Regions from separate parts of the Mus musculus genome. Here all the other regions are linked to region 1. A link is a contact called in public HiChIP or PLAC-seq, Micro-C and promoter capture Hi-C data. All regions are on one chromosome and are shown on one strand. Each heading gives the region's core, a stretch centred on a gene start, on an enhancer-like site or on the middle of the called end of the contact. The rest is flanking DNA. Distances are from core to core; before and after follow the strand shown. Region 1 holds the start of Peli2 (pellino 2). Region 2 has its middle 91 kb from the start of 4930447J18Rik. Region 3 has its middle 61 kb from the start of 4930447J18Rik. Region 4 overlaps Peli2 (pellino 2). Region 5 overlaps 4930447J18Rik (RIKEN cDNA 4930447J18 gene).

Region 1 (2,700 bases), core at 26-2,525:
AAAACACGTTTCTCAAAGTTCCCAGAGCCTCTGCTTAGGGGTGAGGAGGGGGGCTTCCTCGCGTGCCTCTAAGCCCACCCATCAACACCCGCGTGGGTCTGAATACAGATCTTTCAACAGAGGACAAAAGCGCGGGTTCCCTGGAGCGGCACATCCAAAGGGAAACCAATCCTTTCCCTGCAGCACTACCCAAGTTGCTCCAGCTCCAAGAGTTTCCTGCACTTTCCACCTCCCCCCACCCACACCCTTTTCATTGCCCACTTTACCCTGCTTTAATCCTGCGAAGCCTCCCTCCTGGTTTATTAAGGGTAAACAATAGAAAATGTCACACGGAAACTCAGGAAGTAGATGAAGTCTCTAATTGCTGCCGTTTTAACGATTGTAGATAATTACTATCTTCAAAATGTGATTTTCACCAGCGGAGTGGGAGCCGAGGAGGGCAGGGTGGCGAGCTCCCCGCCGCTGGCAGGGCATCGGCAAGGCCGGGGCCCGAGGGGTGCAGGAGCCCGAGGGGTAAGGAGATCAAGGGGTGCGGAGACTCGAGAATGGAAACCCGGGAGATCCGGGAACCGTTGTTGAGAGGACCCGGGAAAACCAGGACCCGGTCCAGGCCCTCGGCCGAGCTCACTCCCGGCGCAAAAAGCGGAGGCCAACCAGCGGCCCGGGTCACAGACTGGAACAATGCGTAACCCCCGCGGACTGGGCTCTGGGCTCGGAGACAGGGCTCCGCGTTCGCGGTCGTCGGGAAAGAGAAGTCCCCAGTAGCCACTGGCTCCGGGCTTCACCGAGCGACCCCGCGTGGTGCAGGAGCGCCCTCCGGGCCGCGGCAACGAGCACCCCGGGGACCCGGGCCCTCAGGAGCGCATCCCTCTCCCTCCGCGACGCCCCGCCGCCCGCGTCCCCAACTCACCCCAGGACCACCAGCTCCCCGTATTTCACCGGCTCCTTGTTGGGGGCGCTGGGTTCCTCCTGGCCCGGGGAAAACATGGAGCCGCGCTCGGCCGCCGCCGCTGCCGCCTCCGCCGCGATCCCCGCCGAGTCCGCGCCGCCACTACACTCCCATCCCGAAAACGGGGTGAGCGCGCCGGGGAACGGCACGGCGGCGAACGGGGCGCTGGGCGGCCAGTCCCGCGGCTGCTCCGTCGTGGCTGTGCGCGTCGCCCGCCGGCTTCCCCGGAGCTATCCGTACGTTGGCCGCTACGAGCGGGACCCGGCACGGAAAGCGAGCGGCGACCAGAGCCCCGCGGGAGGAGGAGCGCGCGCCGCCGGGGGGCTGAGCGGGCTGGGCAGGTGGGACGGCCGCGCCGCCGCCCGCGTCTCCGCGCTCCCGCGGCCCCCGCCCGCCCGCCCGCCAGCCCCCGCGGCCCGCGAGCGCCCCGTGTTATGTAAACATAGAGTAAAGGGGAAGGCAAGCCCTTAAAGGGGCAGCTCTGTTTTTCTCCTCTCTTCCTCCGAAAAGTTGGAGCGTGGGGGTCTTCGTCCTCAGCCCGGGGATCCGGACCCCGCTTGCGTGAAAGCCAAGCATACTGCCCACCCCCCACCTCCGAGCTCACCATGCTGAGCGCACTGATCTGGGGGTGTCTGCTTTCAAAGCCAAGCCCTTGAGAGGGGGGCTTAAAAAGAGAAAGAATCTGCCCATGGGGGGGGCGCTAATTGAAGGGCTCCCCACCATTTCATGTATCAAGAGAAAGGAGAAAGAACGTGGGGGGGGGGTGAGAAAAGAGAGAGAGAGATGGAGGGAGGAGAGGGAAAGGGGAAAAAGAAAAGTTAAAAGTTACTTTTAATCCCTTATTCACATCTCTGTCCCTTCTTTCAACCCCCTGGGGAATTTAAAAGGAAATTACCTAGGTGGATTTTTTTTTTTTAAATGAAGACAAATGTTCCTTTATTTCCATGGATTAATCAAGGCACTGTTTGTATTTTATGCTTTCTTATGGTGCTGTGTCTTTAAAATATTGTAGGCTGTGATAGTTTTACTGACTGCTGTTTTTCATCATAGAGGAATTTATTATTCTAGCATTTATTAAGCCCTTGCAACATGCTAGAGACGCTACATATTATTGCCTGTCACTGCCTTTCCAGACTGTTAAATATTTAAAGAAATAAATACTGCAAAAGCTACCCAATGTATAAACATCGAGAGTGTGTGTGTGTGTGTGCCCGCGCGCGCGCGCGCGCGCACACACACACACACACACACACACACACACACACACATACACACACGTTTAGGCTATGACTCTAAGTAAGGAGTTAAAAAAGAAATAATTGCATGAGTAACCTTCCATTCTACTGCTCAGCGCCGTGCATGTATCGCTCTCTGACAGGCTATTACTGTAGTGACATGATGCTTTCTGTAATTTTACTTCAGTTAGTAACTGGCTTTTCTTCTTTTAATTGAGGCTTTGGAGATAAATTACTCCAGAATAACAAAAGCCACACTATTGATGAGCCAAAAATAAACTTTATTAGACGATTACCTTATTTCCGCTAATTACAGAAAGTCTATTCTTAGACTAAAGACAACTAGCTATCCGGCTTATTGTACAAATCCTCTGTACTTTTCTCTGTTATGAAAATGTAAAGGTTTAACCAGCAGCCCTTTTTTAGAGAGTTGAGCTCTTTCTCTTCATATGGTGTTGGTAGATTTCTGTATGACGGAGTGTAGTTTTCCTTACTCCCTAGTCCCACTTACTATAT
Region 2 (2,700 bases), core at 181-2,680, 130 kb after region 1:
CCAAGTCCTAGCTCAGTGTCTTAATTAGGTTTTTGTTGCCATGACAAGCACGAGGACCAAGAGCAACTTGAGGGGGCAGGGAGGGGTTGTTTCAGTTTCACATCACAGACCATCGTCAAAGGAAGTCAGGGTAGGAACCCAAGGCAGGAACTGATGCGGAGCTCATGGATGGGTGCTGCTCACTGGCCTGCTCCCTATAGCTTGCTCAATCTGCTTTCTTTTACAACTCGGGGTCAACTGCCCAGAGGAGGCACAGTCTACAATGGGCTGGACCCTCCCACATCAACTGTTTAAATAAATGTCCCTACAGCCTTGCTGACAAGGCCAGTTTGATGGGGGCAAGTTCCTGTCTATCAAATGAATCTAGACTACGTCAAGTTCACTAAATAAATAATAACCAGGACACTGGGGTCCCTTGCAATAGCTCATGCATGGAGTTTCAGTCTTTAGATCCGAGACATCAGTGAAAAATGAGCATGAGGAGTGGGCATGTTAGAGGAGATGGAACAGGACGGACTTGGTAAAGGGAGGTTGTCAACCATGCTTCGGAAGATTCTAGGCTGAACTATAATGTCTAAAGTAAACAGGGAGCCAGGCATGACAGCACATGCCAATCATCCCAGCACTCAGGAGCCTGAGATGGGAGGATCACGAGTTTGAAGCCAGGCTGAGCTGTATATCAAGACAAATAAAAAGTGAAAAGGCTAGGGGAAGGATTGCTGATTGGGAGGTCAGAGCGATCGAGGGAGCGAGGGAGGGATGGAAAGCAGACGAAGAAATAATCTGGTTTATACAAGATGTGTTCTTGATAACCAGGGAGAGGTAGGAATCTTCAAACAACAGGTGGTCCAGTTCAACAGGACACAGATTAGGCCCATGGATCACTCTGGGCTCCACCACTGCCTGGACGAGATCTTGTATCATTAGCTACCTGACTGACTAAGTACACCTTAGTCTCAACAGGGGGTTTGCCCAGGCCTCCCCATAAATACCTATTTTTTTTATTTCAGTCATACTATATATGGTAAACATGACTTGTACACATCATAACTTGTTCATCATCTAAGGTTCCTTTATAATTTTTGATCTCTACACATTTTCTCTTGCCTTTCAACCCCAGTCTGGGTCAATAAACAAGACTACTCAGACACATTTCTACCAGACTTATCTTAGAGTCTGTTCCAAGTTTTCTGAGTATTTTATTCTTCAGCCCTCTATTGGTAATATCCTCACAATGCATACCCTAGCCATGGTTTCTGCCAAGAAGCAAGACAACGAATGCCCATTGTTCCCTTTATCATTAAGAGACCATCTAGCTGCAATCCTTTCTCACGTTAGAATTGGTTAGTGAGCGATAAGTTATTTGGATGAAACACGTCCCCCTGCTGCATAGCAGTGGGCTGCCATCCAAGCAAGGCCTGAGGGCACAGCTCTAGTTGGCAGATGGCAAGTAACTGGCTTTGTGTAAGTAACTCAAGCTGATGATTACATCCAGCCATTCCACCCGACACTGAAAATTCTTCCAGCACAGAGAGAAATCTCAACACAGTTGACAATTAGAAAGCATGCTAGATTGTATGCATGCTTGAAGTTAGACAGTCTGATCAGTATCTATGGATATGCATAAATGTATATATAGATAGTAAAGTGTGTTGTCCCCTGCACAAGTCAGTATTAAAACTTTTGCTGCTTCATTTGAGTGTTGCTTTTAAATAAATCTTAACTTCCTATATGTAGCCTGTATGCCAGAGTATAGTTCAAGGGAGATAATTGTCAATAGTCATAGCATATTTATCATTCCTGTGTATTAATCATACAGAAGACACTGAAATGACTGTTAATGTTTACCACCGTCCTGTGAGGTATGTGTTGTTATTCTTACATTACAGTGAGATAGTTAAGTAATATGCACAATGCCAAAACAATTAACAAATATGGCTGGGAATCTGAATTTGATGCTCTCTGGGAACAGACTGTCTCTATTGTGGCAGTCATCAGAAACTTAAGAGCATTTGTTAACTGAGTGAACAAATGAAGGACGTTCAAATTTACTCCATTAACCTCAGTGTCATGCTGGATTGACTCACAGCCGTGACAATGAGCTTCGGACATGGCATATATTCCCTACCTGCAGGCCTATGAAAAGTATATGAGTTGTCTTCAAAAGGGGTAACACCAGGAAAACAAATGCCACGAGGTTTTTACATAAACCGGGGGCATCCATGTACACAGGGCATCCGTGTACAAAGGGCATCCATGGACACAGGACCTCCAGCCTGCACTACAGTCACGTTTATGGACAAAGCTGACTATTACCTTTCTCAGACCTGAACCTAGTTCCAAGCAAGCCTCCATTAACAAGAACTGGCCAGAAGAAATAGAGCAACATGGATTTTAACCAGCAGCTTCAAACATCAAACTTATGGTTTTAGGGAGCTGAGACAAATTGGTAGAACCTGGGCTCTGAGCAAAGCTTGGCTCTCAGTCCTAGGGTTGAAGCTTGCTGCCCCCCCCCCCATCTGTAATACACAAGCTACATCCTGTTCTTCTCTCCATGGGATCTTATTGCTGGCCTGAAAGACCGACAAACACCTTCACCCCACATACCAAGTGCCATTGGTGTTTGGCTAGCAGCCACTGTTGACAGCTAGATGTGTGTCCCCGGTTTCTCCATGGCAAGATTGAGGGACTGCAGAGGAT
Region 3 (2,711 bases), core at 110-2,609, 160 kb after region 1:
AAAACAAAAACAAATAAATAAAAAAAAACAAATAAATAAATATAAGTAAATAAACAAACATAATAAGAAAGAATCTTAAAAAGAAAACATATTGCCTAAGATCTTTCAGGAACAAAGGGGTATATAAGTAAACAGAAAACAAATGTGTGTTAATCTAAATAGGCAAAGAATATCACACAGGAGATAATCACTGTTTTAAAGATATCTACTGGGCTCAAAAGAACAGCCAAGTCCCAGCTAAGTTTCTCACAAGGACTCTCTGGGGTGCAAAGTATTTCTTCCATTAAGCCACTAAGTCACGGACCAAACTGTTGAGATGTCGAGGTCTTATCTCCTACCTAAAGCCTCTGGCATCCCTTATCAATAAGCAGTGAAAGTACTCACCACACCTAACACATCCATGGCGCTTACTGTGTGTTTCATAATATAATATTTACTCCTCCTGACACCTTCACAACCAGGCACTATCACATGTCCCTTCTACAGACGAGGAAGACTGTAAACAGGGACCTGAGTATCTACCCGACCTCTTGCCTAGCAGTTCCTCTCTGGAAAAGACATATCTTGTGAGGGTTAGCCCTATGTTTTTCCTCTGGAACAACTCCAACTTATTTTAACTCAATCTGAGCTGTTTCTTCTCCGCAAATGTCAGGAATCTCCACTAAAGCCTCAGCACGTCCTCTTAGTTCATTACCTCCCTGTGTGAAAACAAAGTTCTCCAGAAAGCATCCCTGGCCTCACTCTAAGGTTATTGCCTGAATCACAGACTTGGTTTTTTTCTCTTGCTTCCATAAAGGCCCCAATTACCACATTGCTTCTTCCTAGGGATCTGGGACTCCGTGCCGATAATCATTCAAGTTTCTTTAACAAGTAGGCAGTGGCTCTGTCGTCCAGGGGACATCGTTCAATAAACATGCTGTGTCTCAAACCTCCCCGATCTCCACTTACCTCTGAAACTAATTACCTTGCTAACCTCAGAGGCTGTGTAGCCATGCTAATTAGCTGCAGGATAGTGGCAATCCTCGGCTCTTAGGAGAGAGTCCACACCATGGAGGCACAAATGGCAGCTCTGGAAGTGGAGGTCAGCTCTTCTTTGAGAGTAAGCCCCAGAACTTGTCAAAATAGCTCTTGGAGATGGACTTGGATGCAGATTCCTCCTAGTGCTGAGCACAGCCATTAATTAACTTTCAGAGAAATAAAGAGAAACAGACATGGAGGGTACCCCATTAACATTTTACCCCTTTTTCTGAATAGCAATGTGTATGCTAATTTCCTGCCCAGTCCTTCTATTAACCACAGTCTCTAAGGGGAACTTAGCCAAAGCAGATTAGCCAACATGTTCCCCGATGACAAAATGTTCCCCCATAAATAATGCTTCAGGCAGCACTGTTTATTTGTTCAACTTTAACGTTTTCTTGTGAAGGAGCGTGATGGAGGCCATCACGTTTCCCTCACAGAAAAGATCCAGGACAAAGGTTCTTGTTTTTCTGCAAGCCAAGGTCAGTGTTGGACTTTTCTTTTAACTTTCCCATTCGTTCCAGTTATAACTTTGCCCTTAGAAGGAGCTCTTTTCCAAAAGACCTATCGGGAACAAGCTGTCTCCAAGGAGGAGTTGAAAGGTCACCAACATTTTCATGAGCAGTGAGCAACAATATGTTCTATGGATTCTGAGCCTCTCCATGAGAAAGGCTTCAAGAAGTAGTCTGGAATTCAGTAGTTTCTGGTGGCTGTAACTGTACCAACCCCACGATACTACCCACTGTCTATAATAACCTCCAAGCCTTCACTGTGGACTAGCACCCCTCTGCACTGCCCTGTTCCTCCATGATCAGTGGACAGCGGTTGCCGGACAGGTGGGAGAAGGACAAGTCAGACAGAAGAGCCCCTGCTGCACTTTGGTTACGACCATCCCAGAGGAGGACGGACATAGTGGTGCATACCTTTAATCTCCACACTTGGGAGGCAGGGGCAGGTAGATCTCTGTGAGTTCAAGGCCAGCCTGGTCTACATAGTGAGTTCCAGAACAGCCAGGGCTGTTATACAGAGAAACCCTGTCTCAATAAATTAATTAATTGGTTGATTGATTTTCGAAAGGCTCCCAAAAGCCTTAGTCGCCAGCCTACAACACTACCACAAAGTACTGGAAACTTCAGATGTGATATGGTATGGCGGAAGAAAGTTTGATCGTTACACTAGGTTCTACACTTGCTTTCTCTTTTGTTTCTGGCTTCTTTAAGGTGAGGGCCTTCTCAGCCAAGTGCTCCCAGGGGATGGTGCAGCCTCAGCACAGACCCAAAGCATCAAAGCCAACTGAACGAGCTGAAGCTGTGAGTGCAAGTCAACCTTTCCTCCTTCTAAGTTGACTCTCTCTGGCATTTTGTTATAGTTCCGGGACACCGGTTTACAAAGCTCCTAGATCAGTGAGGAGCAAGAACAGTCGAATGTTTTCTTCAGGAAGTCTTTAAAATGTATTTGCATTTTACACCTTCCTGTGGAGGGAAATTCTCAAGGCAATGCATGCAAGGAAACCTCTGAGGGCCAGAGAAGCTGGAGCCTGAACAGGATGGCTGGGGAGCACAGCCTTGAGTATATGAGTTCCTATGCAACATCCACAAAGCTCTTCATCATCAATCAGCACACACTCAAGTACGTGAAGTACAGAATGTTCCGAAGCTAACGGGAAGAGCAGCCAATGTCCTGACACTTCATCT
Region 4 (2,700 bases), core at 139-2,638, 130 kb before region 1:
TGAAATAATTGCTGCATACATTACAACTGATACAGCAAATATGACAATAACCAAGTAATCTACAGATTTTCTTTTTACGGAGGCAGCATCTCTCTGTGCAGTACAGGCTGGCCTTGAACTTATAACCCTCCTGCTTCTCTCTCCTGATGGCCGGGTGCATGCAGCCAGGCTTCAAATTAGTCTCAAGTATTTACCACTGTTTTCTCAAGCTGTCCTGAAAACTAAAACTTCGAAAAAAAATCTAACTGCAGCCACTATACAAAGCAACCTCCCTTCCCAAATGAAATAACTCTATTAGTGTGTGTGAGCCTGAAACCAGAACACAGTCACAGTACTTACTCCAAGAAAGATATTTTTGGAAGAATCGAATCCTGCCGCGAATATGCGTGCTGTGTATGGCTCGTTCCTGTCACACACGATCCTGCATGCGAACCTAGAGATGGTGCTCTGTGTGATCTGGGCATCTTCGTTCTGACCGCCGGAAACCGTGTCTGTGACCACGAAGTCAATGGGGCTTTCTGTTGACCTGCCCACCTGAAGAAACCAAACATTCCCATGATGCACAGGAAAAACGCCAGGCTCTGTGTCGAGTTCACGGAACAGAGGCCCAGAACCCTGTCAACCTCATTATCTTTGCTTCATCAACTGCATATCCTTCCTTGTTGATGAACAGAGAAATTACTGTAAATATCCAGACCTTTTTTTTTCTTTTAAAAAAAGATGTTTCATTTTATCGTGCTACCAACAGCTAATGAGGTCTCCAGGCCCACGACCTTGTCCCCACATGACCTGTGTGTGTCTATGTGCAGACCAACATGCACAGAGAGGCCAGAAGACAACCTTAGCTGTCATCTTCAAAGATCCGCCTACCTCCTGGGACAGTCTCTCATTGCTGCTCTTCACCAGTCAGGCTGGGTGGGCTGCTTAGCCAGCTAGAGCGAGCCTCCTGTTTCCTCCTCCCTGGCACCGAGATTACTAGCACACATCACCGCCCTTGGCATTTTTTGTGGGTTCTGGGACTTGAACTTAGGTCCTCATGCTTGAGAGGCGAGCAGTTTACCAATCGAGCGATCTCTTCAGCCCGAGATGGGTGCACACAAATGCACAACACTGTAGCTATAATGCTACAGACTAGATTCCTTGGTCTTATTAATTTTGTTTTCTGCAACTTTATGTCAGTTAGTCTACCAATTTTAAATATCATGAGAAACCTCAGTTTTTTATTCTTGAAAAATGATGTTGGATTTGCTATCTCGGATCCACTCGAAAATTATTTTTACAGCAAATCATTCTTGTTTGCTATTTTTGAAGGAATCAAACCTTTAAATCAAAGGAACTCTCTGCTTGCTGGGCTCCCTGAGTCAGAGCCCATGACTCATGCCCAGCACTGCACAAAGCTCTTACCCTGAGACAGAGGGACAGAGCTGGCTGCCACTGCTCAGTCACCCTAAGAACAGGGGACAGGGGCTTATCCTAGTTAGTCCAAAGCTCAGCATATGAGTGAAGGAAAATGTAAACAGCTGTCCTTAGTACTTCATGTATGGATGAAAAAGAAGCCTCTCTGGAGCAAGTCTAAAAGTTGCCACCAGTATTACAGGGTCTTCCTTTCCTTGGTAAGATGTCAAAACTGCCAAGAGATTGTATTTCATAAGAATCTTAAGAGTTCTAACAGCCCTTCCTGTTCAGTAGATCCCACTAAAACAGGTCCTGCTTTCCGCTGCGAACTAGAAGACACATTTGCTTATGAGTTGGAGAATCCTCAGGACGGGACATTAAACATTTATGTACTGGTGTTCCCTGTGTGTCTGCCTGGAGGCACTGACAAACATGGCCTTCAATCAAAACCATTTACATGAAGATGAAGAATTCCTCACTAAATACACCACTAAGGTCCTCGCCTGAAAACAGACTGGCTGAGAAGCTGTGTGTGGGAGGAACACATGGGCCCTGACACGGATGCACATAAGGCCATGAAAATCAATTTCCAAGGTGTTTGTATTCAGATCGTGAATTCTGCGCCTGGAAGATAAGCAATGTAAAATACATGATTTTTTTTTTAAAAGAAAATCCAAATGGATAAAGTAAAAAGAAGAGATCTTATGTCACCTAGCTCCGCATGCTTCCCAGGAGTGTCCCTAAGTTCCTTTGTAAATGTGTTCTGTATGTGCTCACGCATGGACTACTACCCCCGTAAATCCACCAGACATCTATTTTCTCTTGCTTTTACATGGCCTTTCATTCGCTGTTCTAATGACATGTGCCAGGCATAAGTGAGGTTACTGGTTTCACTGAAACTCATCAACTTGAGCAGATATGTACTGCTTAGTGGTATGCATTTCAGGCTTAGAAAACTTACAACTTGCTTAATAAAATTTTCTATTAGCGATACCATAAAACCGTACCATCTAATTCATCCTTCTAGGGTTGTGTAACCTTCCCTCTGCTGCTTTGTTTTCAACACTGGTGAATAACTTAGCTCTAGTGACGGACAGAGCGGTGAGTCTTATTGTTGTTGTCCTTAAACTTGAAACTACTTACTAACAAATTTAAAAATAAGTTTTATAGTTTTATATATGCACAGTTCAAAATAAAAACATACAAAAGCACAGAATGAAAGCGTGGCTCCTTTTCTTTTAAAACTACGGTATTTCGCATTTGTTATTTTAGAATTTTTGTGTACATCTATAATGTGGTTTGATT
Region 5 (2,700 bases), core at 97-2,596, 180 kb after region 1:
GTTTGGTTCCCTGTAAGCATTCTCTTCCTGCCTTACAAAGGTCATTTTCTTATATGGCAGAAAGAAAGGTATTATTATCTTCTTGTCATTAAAAATACTGATAGAATGCTGGGATCCCACCTTACCATCTCACCTAAACCTAATCTCCTTCTAAAACCTCCACCTCTAAATTCCATCACATTAAAGCTTTGAGATTCCCCATATGTGTTGGGATATGACTCACAGAGATTCACCCCTTAATCTCATCATTTATAAGTAACAGCTTAAAACCTTTGTCTTCTTTTCTCATGAAAATAATCAAATGCTTCTCCTGTGTTTGGGTTCATGTTTTCTAACTCAGGAAAACTAGAGATGTGAAGAGACTTTTGGAGTATACTCAGATACCCTGTAGGTGCCATGGAGGAAGGCCACCCTTCAGAGGAAGTGATGAACTTGAGTCAAGGTGGCTACGGTTCTGGAGATACATTTTAGCACACATAGTCTGGTCTATGGCCATTTCTCTAACACTTTAATCACACTTTGTGAAGCTTGCTTATAGTCCCAAACCCCTTCTGTAGAGTGAGCAAGCTATCTGAGTAACTCTGTTTGGAAGTATACTCTGTAGAAGAAAAGTGATGAGAACAAACCAAGCTGACAGTGTAACCTGCAGTTCCTGCCCTCGGTCTCCTGTGCTTAGCTGTGATGTCCAAAGCTTGTCCTCCGACAGCCCCCAAAGGTGTGCATTAAACATACCTACTGTTCATCATTCCTTCTTCCTGTGGAACTCTCCAGCATCAGGAATCCAGTCTGTTTCTTTCACTGATGTATTCTATGTGCTTGAAAGAGGCATGACACATGGAAGAGCCTCAAAAATATTTGTGGAATTGAATTGAGGTTGCAGTTGAGAGATGATTCAAGCTTGCCCTGAACACTCTGAGTTTCCAAGCGTTCTCCACTGATGGGCCAGGCATGTTGGTGCCAGCTTGTTGGCACTCTCCTCAGAGGTTGGCTTTGCTTCCTCCTGCTAACTACCCTAACACCAAGCCACTGTTTGTGTTCCATTCTTCACAGTCACGAAGACAATCTCTTGCCCTGGGACTGATGGCCAAGTTCAGGAAACCAAGCCCAGATGTGAAACTGTATGCTTGGCAGCTGGCAGCTGGCAGCTAGCAGCTGGCTGCCAGGCGCTGGAAGAAGCCACAAGTTCTCCTTAGCTGTTTCCAGACATTCTTGGGTATGCTGCAAAGCTGCTCTGAACTTTCTGAACACGCACTTTCTCACTTGACATGACTTGGAAGGGAATGACCAAGCACCAACGGCCACTTAGCATTGAACAAACATTTAGGCATGCCCATGTGTTCAGCGCAGCGCTGCCAGGGGAGCAGGCACAAAGACTGGGCCAGTGGCCAGTGGTCCACAAATGGTCTCCACATTTACACTTCCTGTCAGACAGAGGAGAGAGAACTTTAAATTATCCTTCAGACCGTAGAACAGCTGAAGCCAGGTGGGTGAGAGACAGATCTAAAACCATAACAAAGGATGATGGCAAATGGGACCACCACCTCGTGTCCTATGCTGCTCTGCTTCTTGGCTGGTGAGTGTTTTCTCTTAGCCCACAAGCCAGGCAGCAGGACCCTGGCCACAGGAATGGCCCAGGCCATTTTTTAATTTATTCCTTTTCCTCACATGTCTTTGCTGCATCTTTACTAGTAGACAGCTGACTTCTGTTGCACAATGCTCTCTTTGTTTTATGCATTTGGTGTTTCGACTATTATGTGACAGGAGGAACTCCTTTTCTGGTGCAATCTATTTGGAGTTCTGTGGACTTCTTGTATGCTCATGGGCATCTCTTTCCTTAGGTTTGGGAAGTTTTCTTCTATAATTTTGTTGAAGATATTTTCTGGCCCTTTAAGTTGGGAATCTCCACTCTCTTCTATACCTATTATCCTTAGGTTTGGTCTTCTCATTGTGCCCTGGATTTCCTGAATGTTTTGGGTTAGGAGCTTTTTGCATTTTGCATTTTCTTTGACTGTTATGTCAATGTTTCTATAGTACCTTCTGCACCTGAAATTCTCTTTTTATCTCTTGTATTCTGTTGGTGATGCTTGTGTCTGTGATTTCTGATCTCTTTCCTAGGTTTTCTAACTCCAGGGTTGTCTCCCTTTGTGATTTTTTATTGTTTCTAGTTCCATTTTTTAGATCCTGGATGGTTTTGTTCATTTCCTTTGTCTGTTTGGTTGTATTTTCCTGTAGTTCATTAAAGGATTTTTATGCTTACCTATGTTCTCCTTTCTTTCTTTCTTTCTTTCTTTCTTTCTTTCTTTCTTTCTTTCTTTCTTTCTTTCTTTCTTTCTTTCTTTCTTTCTTTTTTTCTTTCTTTCTTTTTCAAGACAGGGTTTCTCTTCATAGCCCTGTCTGTCCTAGAACTCACTCTGTAGACCAGGCTGGCCTCAAACTCAGAAATCCACCTGCCTCTGCCTTCCAAGTGCTGGGATTAATTAAAGGCATGTGCCACCACTGCCTGGCCTTCTCCTGTGTTTCTTTAAAGGAGTTATTTATGTCTTTCTTAAAGCCCTCTATCATCATCATGAGATGTGATTTTTAAACCAGAGTCTTGCTTTTCTGGTGTGTTGAGGTATCCAGGGCTCACTGTTGAGGGGGAATTGGGTTCTGATGATGCCAAGTAGCCTTGGGTTCTGTTGCTTATGTTCTTGCCCTTGC

Evidence for each region. Promoter capture Hi-C pulls out the DNA fragments that hold promoters and counts their contacts. Hi-C and Micro-C count contacts between places; a contact is called where the count stands out from the background. HiChIP or PLAC-seq counts read pairs in DNA pulled down with a chosen protein or histone mark.
Region 2: a contact with region 1 is called in a promoter capture Hi-C map of 3T3-L1-derived adipocytes, with 6 times the contacts expected there. The contact joins the enhancer-like site here to the promoter of Peli2 in region 1. A contact is called at or near these places in 8 of 39 promoter capture datasets (the 3T3-L1 cell line, 3T3-L1-derived adipocytes, cranial neural crest and 4 more), 11 of 484 Hi-C or Micro-C datasets (the 3T3-L1 cell line, 3T3-L1-derived adipocytes, the C2C12 cell line and 7 more), 5 of 115 datasets of contacts at active chromatin or transcription factors (the NIH/3T3 cell line, embryonic forebrain, embryonic hindbrain and 2 more) and 2 of 9 other capture datasets (adipose tissue and pancreatic islet).
Region 3: a contact with region 1 is called in a promoter capture Hi-C map of 3T3-L1-derived adipocytes, with 6 times the contacts expected there. The contact joins the enhancer-like site here to the promoter of Peli2 in region 1. A contact is called at or near these places in 7 of 39 promoter capture datasets (the 3T3-L1 cell line, 3T3-L1-derived adipocytes, cranial neural crest and 3 more), 1 of 15 datasets of contacts at CTCF or cohesin (the NIH/3T3 cell line), 2 of 484 Hi-C or Micro-C datasets (the 3T3-L1 cell line and stem cell-derived neural stem cells) and 6 of 115 datasets of contacts at active chromatin or transcription factors (astrocytes, craniofacial prominence, embryonic hindbrain and 3 more).
Region 4: a contact with region 1 is called in an H3K4me3 HiChIP or PLAC-seq map of bone marrow-derived macrophages, with 4 times the contacts expected there. The contact joins the enhancer-like site here to the promoter of Peli2 in region 1. A contact is called at or near these places in 7 of 39 promoter capture datasets (the 3T3-L1 cell line, 3T3-L1-derived adipocytes, embryonic stem cells and 4 more), 8 of 484 Hi-C or Micro-C datasets (cerebellar granule neurons, cerebellum, cerebral cortex and 4 more), 8 of 115 datasets of contacts at active chromatin or transcription factors (bone marrow-derived macrophages, embryonic hindbrain, embryonic limb bud and 3 more) and 3 of 9 other capture datasets (adipose tissue, liver and pancreatic islet).
Region 5: a Micro-C map of muscle stem cells shows a contact between it and region 1, with 6 times the contacts expected there. The contact joins the enhancer-like site here to the promoter of Peli2 in region 1. A contact is called at or near these places in 12 of 39 promoter capture datasets (the 3T3-L1 cell line, 3T3-L1-derived adipocytes, cranial neural crest and 7 more), 1 of 15 datasets of contacts at CTCF or cohesin (the NIH/3T3 cell line), 7 of 484 Hi-C or Micro-C datasets (the 3T3-L1 cell line, the C10 cell line, the C2C12 cell line and 4 more), 12 of 115 datasets of contacts at active chromatin or transcription factors (the NIH/3T3 cell line, bone marrow-derived macrophages, craniofacial prominence and 7 more) and 1 of 9 other capture datasets (adipose tissue).

The regions. Positions count from the first base shown.
Region 1 is chr14:48,119,444-48,122,143 of GRCm38.p6, reverse strand. Peli2 (pellino 2) reads right to left here and starts at 1,275. Exons shown (of 6, transcript NM_033602.2): 1 at 911-1,275. The coding sequence starts at 987.
Region 2 is chr14:47,988,226-47,990,925 of GRCm38.p6, reverse strand. No RefSeq gene overlaps it. Among named protein-coding and RNA genes, the nearest start is that of 4930447J18Rik, 91 kb to the right of the region's middle. Within about 2 kb of position 1,430, at least 13 of the 459 cell types and tissues checked have an H3K27ac peak or open chromatin away from gene starts, as enhancers often do. A contact at or near this core is called in 3T3-L1-derived adipocytes, adipose tissue and cerebellum, where this site is marked.
Region 3 is chr14:47,958,354-47,961,064 of GRCm38.p6, reverse strand. No RefSeq gene overlaps it. Among named protein-coding and RNA genes, the nearest start is that of 4930447J18Rik, 61 kb to the right of the region's middle. Within about 2 kb of position 1,359, at least 22 of the 459 cell types and tissues checked have an H3K27ac peak or open chromatin away from gene starts, as enhancers often do. A contact at or near this core is called in 3T3-L1-derived adipocytes, where this site is marked.
Region 4 is chr14:48,248,344-48,251,043 of GRCm38.p6, reverse strand. Peli2 (pellino 2) reads right to left here. Exons shown (of 6, transcript NM_033602.2): 4 at 340-534. Among named protein-coding and RNA genes, the nearest start is that of Gm52144, 44 kb to the right of the region's middle. Within about 2 kb of position 1,388, at least 20 of the 459 cell types and tissues checked have an H3K27ac peak or open chromatin away from gene starts, as enhancers often do. A contact at or near this core is called in bone marrow-derived macrophages, where this site is marked.
Region 5 is chr14:47,935,822-47,938,521 of GRCm38.p6, reverse strand. All of the region lies in intron 2 of 4930447J18Rik (RIKEN cDNA 4930447J18 gene), which reads right to left. Among named protein-coding and RNA genes, the nearest start is that of 4930447J18Rik, 38 kb to the right of the region's middle. Within about 2 kb of position 1,346, at least 46 of the 459 cell types and tissues checked have an H3K27ac peak or open chromatin away from gene starts, as enhancers often do. A contact at or near this core is called in the C2C12 cell line, muscle stem cells and pre-pro-B cells, where this site is marked.